2 separate regions of the Mus musculus genome follow, and region 2 is linked to region 1. A link is a contact called in public HiChIP or PLAC-seq data. All regions are on one chromosome and are shown on one strand. Each heading gives the region's core, a stretch centred on a gene start, on an enhancer-like site or on the middle of the called end of the contact. The rest is flanking DNA. Distances are from core to core; before and after follow the strand shown.

Evidence for each region. HiChIP or PLAC-seq counts read pairs in DNA pulled down with a chosen protein or histone mark.
Region 2: a contact with region 1 is called in a CTCF HiChIP or PLAC-seq map of CD8 T cells, with 5 read pairs. The contact joins two enhancer-like sites. A contact is called at or near these places in 1 of 15 datasets of contacts at CTCF or cohesin (CD8 T cells), 1 of 115 datasets of contacts at active chromatin or transcription factors (large pre-B cells) and 3 of 9 other capture datasets (liver, macrophages and pancreatic islet).

The regions. Positions count from the first base shown.
Region 1 is chr12:113,342,171-113,345,993 of GRCm38.p6, reverse strand. It overlaps Igh. Among named protein-coding and RNA genes, the nearest start is that of Gm25622, 130 kb to the right of the region's middle. Within about 2 kb of position 2,428, at least 1 of the 459 cell types and tissues checked has an H3K27ac peak or open chromatin away from gene starts, as enhancers often do. A contact at or near this core is called in CD8 T cells, where this site is marked.
Region 2 is chr12:113,482,953-113,487,059 of GRCm38.p6, reverse strand. It overlaps Igh. Among named protein-coding and RNA genes, the nearest start is that of Adam6b, 4.6 kb to the left of the region's middle. Within about 2 kb of position 1,754, at least 6 of the 459 cell types and tissues checked have an H3K27ac peak or open chromatin away from gene starts, as enhancers often do. A contact at or near this core is called in CD8 T cells, where this site is marked.

The DNA.
Region 1 (3,823 bases), core at 1,179-3,678:
TTGTGTTCTCTTAGTGTCCGTATAACATCTGTCCAGGCTCTTCTGGCTTTCATAGTCTCTGGTGAAAAATCTGGTGTAATTCTGATAGGCTTGCCTTTATATGTTACTTGACCTTTTTCCCTTACTGCTTTTAGTATTCTATCTTTATTTAGTGCGTTTGATGTTCTGATTATTATGTGTCAGGAGGAATTTCTTTTCTGGTCCAGTCTATTTGGAGTTCTGTAGGCTTCTTGTATGTTCATGGGCATCTCTTTCTTTAGATTTGGGAAGTTTTCTTCAATAATTTTGTTGAAGATGTTTGCTGGTCCTTTGAGTTGAAATCTTCATTCTCATCCACTCCTATTATCCGTAGGTTTGGTCTTCTCATTGTGTCCTGGATTTCCTGGATGTTTTGAGTTAGGATCTTTTTGCATTTTCCATTTTCTTTGATTGTTGTGTCATGTCAGGATATTTAACCAAAATTCCTGTGGAGCCCACATTAGACAGAATATGAGTCTCCTGCAGACTTTATCATACTATCTTTAAAACAATTGATTCACATTTCTATTTTCCTTTCCTCTTTCCTCTCCTTTCCTCTTTCCTCTCCTTTCCTCTTTCCTTTCCTCTTTCCTTTCCTTTCCTCTTTCCTTTCCTTGTCTTTTCTTTCTATACCTGCTTATAAGAGACAGCTTGTCAAACCAGGATTTAAACCCAAAATTCCTATGGAGCCCATGTTAGACAGAATATGAGTCTCCTGTAAGATTTATTAGAGCCATATATCTTCATACCATCTTTAAAGCAATTAATTCAAACTTCCACTAATATCTGCCTATAGGAAGTAGATAGTTTTTAATGGTTAAGCTCTCTGCCTATAGCAGCCATCCTGTTATATTATCTATCCATTGTGCTCTCTACCTTGAGCCGCAGACATTTATTTATTTATTTAATACCTGTTATAATATCTTATTTGTTATGCTCTTCACATGGAGCCACAGACTTCTATTAATTAATACCTGTTCATAGCAGCCGATTAACACTGCTCTCTCTACTTGGAGTCAGTGAGTAATATTTCCTATCTAGTTCTGAACCTTTATCTCAGGTTAGTTGAATTCAAAGCTCCATGTTGGGCACCATTTTGTTGCAGTAAATCTCTCCATCACAAATATGCCCCGACAATGAAAACATGACTCAGTTAATATGATTACATGCTGTGTACCTAGATTGGGCAGATCTACCACTACACTACCATCTTCCACATCTATGAGACCCCTTAGAAATTGCAGTTTCTCCAGGCCATGTGCTTCTGCTCTGCTTTTCTTCCTCTTCCTCCTCCTCCTCTGCATCCTCTCCCTCTTCCATTTTCTCCTTCTCCCTTTTTGAGTTCTACTCCACCTTCCCTTTTATCTGCCCAATCATCAACTCTCCTTTATTTTACAAATTAAGGTGGGAAGCAGGTTTCCAGGAAATCACCTGAATGCTGACTCATTCCTTCTTCACAACCCCTCACAGGAAGATGGAATTAACATCAAATATAATTAGCCCCAGGGCTACCCACAGGACTATTACACTTCCTTTTTCTCCTTCAAGTGAACATTTATATTTTTCTTGCTCAGCATGATCCCTTTCATTACAGATTTGCATTAAAATGGCTACTAAAAGCCAAGCAACACAATCAATATTAGGCTGTTTTGAAATGTCCTCTGCCAATGTCATTAATCCAAAACTCTTCAATTAAGTCCCACCCAAACTTTTAGGACAAAGGCAGAAAACAGCCACATTCTTCACCAAAATATTACATGAACAATCTTTAGGCCACTTACAAATATTCTACTCCTTTGAAGCCACTTGATCCAGGTTGCCATAATTTTCATTATCTCAGCACCACTGACTTCCCTGATCCTGCTACTTTGGCCCACTAAGCACCACTTGAAGCATTCAGCTGTTTTTCTAACCCAAGTCCCCAAGTCCATATTTCACCAAGAAACATGGCCAGGCCTGACACAACAATACTCCACTCCTGGTACCATCTTCTGGCTTGGTCAGTATTCTATTGCTATAGAGAGACACCATAATCACTGCAACTCTGATAAAATGAAAACATTTAATTGGGGCTTGGTATAGACTCAGAGGCTTAGTCCATTATCAGAATGGCAGGAAGCATGTTGTCATATAGGAAGATATGATGCTGGAAAAGAGCTGAGAGTTCTACATATAAATCAGCAGGCAGCAGCAAGAAAGCAACATTGAACATGACTTGGACACTTAAAACCCCAATGTACACCCCCGAGTGACACACTTCCTACAACAAAGCCACATGTAAGATTAGATTTTTCAAAACCAACTTTAATAAAGGTTCTTAAATGTTTCAACCTCCCTTCTAGGCCACACACACCCCCAGAGGTAGTAAAAACAGAATGGTTAATGGGGGGGTATAAGGGTTAAATGGGGGTTGTGAACCTGTCTAGAAATAGTTCTTTGGGGCTGTGCCAATCTCTGTTGTCAGCAGTAGAGTCCCCTAGCAAAGCACCAGCATTAATCATCAACAGCAGCTTGATCCAGAAGAAACCATGAGGCACCACCAATCAGCACCAGTCCACAGAAGCTGCAAAGAGCCACTAGAATATGAGAAGTTCTTTGATGAGTTATTCTCTACAAAGTCAAGACAGGCAAAAATCAGCAGCGTAATTCAAGGTAAACCAAGGCCATAGTTTCATCATTGAAAACTAGCAAGGCAGAGAAAGATGAACCAATGTCAGAGCCTCCTCCCACTGTCTGTGGGGACATATTTATATTCTTGCTAAACATCATGGGTCCTCTCACATATCTGCTTCAGCAAAACACTCTTTCACCTGTCTCCTTCAGCAAAATATCCTTTCACCTCCCTCCCTCAGGAAAACAATATATGACATAATAGAGTTTCCAAAGAAACCAGAAATTGCACACAGCTACTCCAACCAGGCCAGCCACACGTCAAACTGCCACTCCCCAAGCATTCAAATATGTGACCCTATAAAGGGCATTCTCTTTTTTTTTTTTATTAATCATTTTATTCATTTACATTTCAAATAATATCCTCCTTCCCAGTTACCCCTCCACCCTTATTCCATCCTTCCTCTTCTCCTCTCCTTTGCCTCTAAGAAGGTGCTCTTTTACCCATCACCCACTCCTGCCTCACCGATCTAGCATCCCACTGTACTGGGCATCAAGCCTGCACAGGACCAAAGGCTCCCCTCCCATTGATGTCAGACAAGGCCATCCTCTGCTACATATGCATTCAGAGCCATGGATCCTTCCATGTACACTCTTTGGTTGATGATTTAGTCTCTGGGAGATCTGGGTGGTCCAGTTAGTTGATATTGTTCTTCCTATGGTGTAGAGGCAATTTTTATTCAAACCACTACTGTCCCAAGAAAGCATCTCTTCTAAACAGTGGTTCTCAATTGGCTGGCATTGTCGATGTCAATGATCCTTGGTCTCTAAGGCAATCCTCAATTAGGTCCTCCTGCAAGAGATGCCTTTGCAGCCATGGGGCCCCAACATTTATGCAGAGGCAGCCCTTCCTCCTACAGTAGTGCTGCTAGGATTTTAGGAGCTGGTGAGGAAACATCCAGTGTAGGGATGCAGGAAATCCTTACCCTTCTCCTGGGGCTGGAGAGTAAGGCATAGTAGCTCATCTGAACACTTAGGACACTTGTGTGAGTACTGGGCCCAGAGCTTTCATCCTGGCAGACCAAATCTCCATGTTACTAGTGAATACAATCCATCAAGCTGAGGAAGGAAGAGTTTGGCCCTGGCACGAGTTCAGATTAGACCCTTCCTGGATATTATCCTTGGTTATAAGTCA
Region 2 (4,107 bases), core at 505-3,004, 140 kb before region 1:
GTTTTCATGATAGTTTCAAAGTCACTGTACTGACTAAAACCTTCCACTGGCCCATCTCCAGCTTGTTAATCTGAGGGTATCAAATTTCCCACTAAGTGTGTTTAGAAAGATCTCCACCTTTTTGCCCTAGTCTTCCAGTGCCCCACCTACGTTCTGGTCTCCCACATCTGATGTCTTCTCAGTGATTCTGGCCCTGCCTGCTCCACAGCTACAAACCCCTTCCTATAATGAGCTCTGTGCTGAGCCATCATCCTGAATCAATCCACCTTAAGCAGATGTTTTGCTTATTTTTCCTGTGTCCATACTACAGAGGAAGGGTAGGCATGTAGAAGCTGAGGCATCTCATCTCACTCTAAGCACCCTCAGTCTCTAAATGTGCCCCTTTGTTTCCAGCAGTTCAGCCTCAAGCATCTTTTATTCACTCGTCTTAGAGGGACACATGTGCTGTAGTGTTATAAGATGAAATTTAAAGCATTAGTTATTCCCAACAAGCCAATTAAACAAGCCAAAAACATTCATCAGTCATTCCCATGGAACCTCTGAAGCATCTTCCTGCTCTAACCTTGAGTTTCCTAGGGCTGCTGTGGGATCACAGGAGCTGTCCTGTTTACCAGCCTATCCTGTCCCACGGGATTCAGTTATTAGTGGGTGCGAGGGGGACCGCAAACCTGGAAGAAAATGGGATTGGAAGAGAAAAGAGAAACGAAGACCAAGTAGATCTTTTCCTATCAAGGTCTTCGTTTATTAGGCTGAGGTGCCTGGTGTAAAGCATGCATCGCGGGGAATAGGAAGGGGTCGAGGGGGAATTTTACAAAGAACAAAGAAGCGGGCATCTGCTGACATGAGGGCCGAAGTCAGGCTCCAGGCAGCGGACACTCTGCATCTTATCTCTGGAACATAGATCCTCCTTGACAGCCTTGGGGTGTCAGGCCAGGCTCAGGTGTAACTCATGTCCTTGGATGGCATGGGAGTTCAGGAAGAGATAGGGAAGAGGGGACTATAATTCAGCTTTTACAGCCTCAGGTGCCAGGAAGGCAACAGGGAGGAGGGAGTGACTACAGGCTCCTAGCACGAGGCCATTTGGCCTGTCAGGGTGGGAGATTGTGAAGGGCTCACTTTCTCATGGTATGGTCTCTGACACCAGCCAGAAAAAAAAAAAATCTCCAGTCAATCTACAGAAAGGCAGAAATATGGAGAACCTTCTAGAAGAACAGCAACCCTTGACTGACTCTGCAGGGCAGTCTAAGCACACAGGTTCCTCTGAGCCCAGTCCCTGGCTGTATTCACTCACACAGGGCCCAGCAGTCTGGAGATGCCTGCAGCAGGAAGGTTCTCACTGTACCTCAGTCTCACAGCTCAGTCACTTTGTAGTCTCCCCACAGCAAATCACAACCAATGCAGTTGTCACCCTTGAGGCCATTCCTCAGTGACGCCTGGGAAACACTGTCCATTTGCCCTGCTCATATGCTGTCTCAGCTCACATAAATTCCCTCCAAGCTCCTTTACAGAAACAACCAATTGACATACAAATTAAAGTAATATGAAGCTCTGTCCTGTACCAATTCCTAGAACACCTCAGCTGCTAAAATCTAACTGTGCAATACAGAGAACTACCTAGATAATACCTAACTCCAATCTTGAGGTATCTGTTGAAGAGGCTTTCAGCTATGAATTACCAAGAGGGATGCCTGTGTCTCCTACATCTTAAGGCATCTTTCTGAAGCTCACACTACCCTTCACAGCGCCACAGCAGCAGGGAGATCTGTATCTCTTCCTCTCCACAAGAGGGCAGAATTCGGGTGTCAACTGTGACAACCCTCCAGCATTAATTTCTATTAGTAGATATTTTCTTTACTTACATTTCAAATGTTATCCCCTTCCCCAGTTTTTCCTCCCTGAAACCCCCTATCCCATCACCCATCTCCCTGCTCACCAACCCACCCATTCCATAAGAACCAATCAGTACCCCACCCCCCCAGAGCTCCCAGGGACTAAACCAGGAACCAAAGAGTACACATGGAAGGACCCATAGCTCCAGCTGCATAGGTAGCACTACTTTGAAAAGGGGGAAGATGATGAAATCATTACTGTGGGGGAAATGCAAGGAAGATTCCAACACATCTAGGCATCTATGAAGATTTTAAGTCTTCAAAATCCAAAACCACCACAAAATTTAAAAAAAAAAAAAGTAGATTCTAAATGCAGTCACCTGCACCAGGTGCCTGGGGAATCACTCAGCAGCCCTAGACTGAGAAAGCTTGGAGAAAGTAGAAATAGAGAAAGTGTACAGCCAGTATCCTCTAGCTACTCACATCCAAACAGGGCCTCCTGACTGCTCTGAGCCTGTCCTAAGAACAGCAATGATGCCACAGAAATTTTTAGAGTGAGCCCTGAAGGAACTTGAGGCTGATATGAGCAAGCCAGTCCCAGAGGAAAGGAAAACCCATAGAGAGAAAACAGGTGAGTTAGTGCATTAAAGGGGCTGAGCAGGGAGTTCTCATCGCTCCCCAGCACCAGAAATAAGAGCCTCTCCGGAGCTGCTGGGACATGGAATGCAGATGATTCGGACCATCAGCCCCACAGAGACCTTTCCCACTCTGGCTCAGAAAGAGGCACTGGACCACAGTTGGAGAGGAGAATCGAAAGCTGATATCTCTGTATTCACTTAGCCTGTTACCCACCCATGCACCCAAGTCCAAGGTGGGAGAAACACTGAGGGTCTAAACACAGCCCCAGAGCAACTGCCAGTATTAAATACCAGATTTCAGAAGATGGGAAATCACCTCTCTGGTCATTTTTGGGACATGTAAACTGTAACAGGAAACATAGGACCAATTTAAGATGGAGCAGTCCTATATCCCTAACCCAGTTGTAAATAAAACATTCAAGAGTGCCATCAGACACCACAGTGGTACAGGAGAGATGAGTGTACCTAGTGCATCAAGAGTTCCCTCACTAGATAAACCAAGATGTAGCCCCAGGACCACCCAGGCACCTACCAGGACTCCCCTCCAGAGGTCTGAGCCAGTTAGCTCTAGTTCATTCTATGTTTCAGACCAAAACATCAGAAACAACAGCATCTCCACTGCAGATGAACCCCTAAGCCATACAGTGTACCCAAAGGCAGCACCACAGATGGGGAATGTGGGGGCGAAGAAGCTTGTATCACATTAAGAGTGTTGCCCAATGACTATTTGCTATCTTCACAGTAAGATGGGCACTGATCCCACCCACCAAAACATAGTAGGACAAGGACCCTTAAATAACATCTGTCAAGGGGAGCTGTCAAATAGCCACTGAGCTGAGATGGCTCATACGGGGTGATATAGAAAAACAGGCCAAAGAACCTCCTGTGTTGCAAGCACAAATGGGAAGCTGTGAATCTCCACTACCTTACAAGAAAACTGTACCAATCTGCAAGAACAGGGGATACACAGCTTTCCACACTGTGTAGGAAGGCATTGGACTCTCAGATCATCCAAGGACTAGGGCTAAAGTGGCCATGTGTGGGAAATACATCCACTTTATAAACCTACCTTGTATCCACATCACACATGGAGCATCTGCTCCTGGTCCCTACCTCATGTGGGTGCTGCGGTGCTGTACATTGAGTCTGGGGGCATGAGTGTGCCCGGTAAATTCCTTATCACTCAGATGAATTTCCAGTCCACACTCATCACCTTGGAGTAGGAATTTTAAAAGTTAGTGTAGATATAAGTAAAGAGAGTCAGGAGGGGGGGCTGAAAGGCAGACCTGCAGAAATTCTCCAGAGGGTAGAGCTCAGAAGCAGCAAGCAAAACTTGGGCTAACAGAAGAGCAAACACAGAGCTCAGGCAGAACTACCTGGCAATGCGACTGGGCACACTGAAAGCACTGGGCATCAGCACTGAGCCCCAAATATGCACTCAGGATCCTCTGCATAATAATGTAACATAACAGGAAGGTTAGAACAGGCCAAAAGAGGAAACAGAACAAATGCCCCTAACCAAAGAAGTATAAACAAATTGGGAAGAGTAAAGAAGGATTGTAAGGATTGAGTACCACACAGAACATGCTCTTAATGGCCTCAATGCTGAAGCTAGGAAGAACTAAGTTAAAAGAAACATG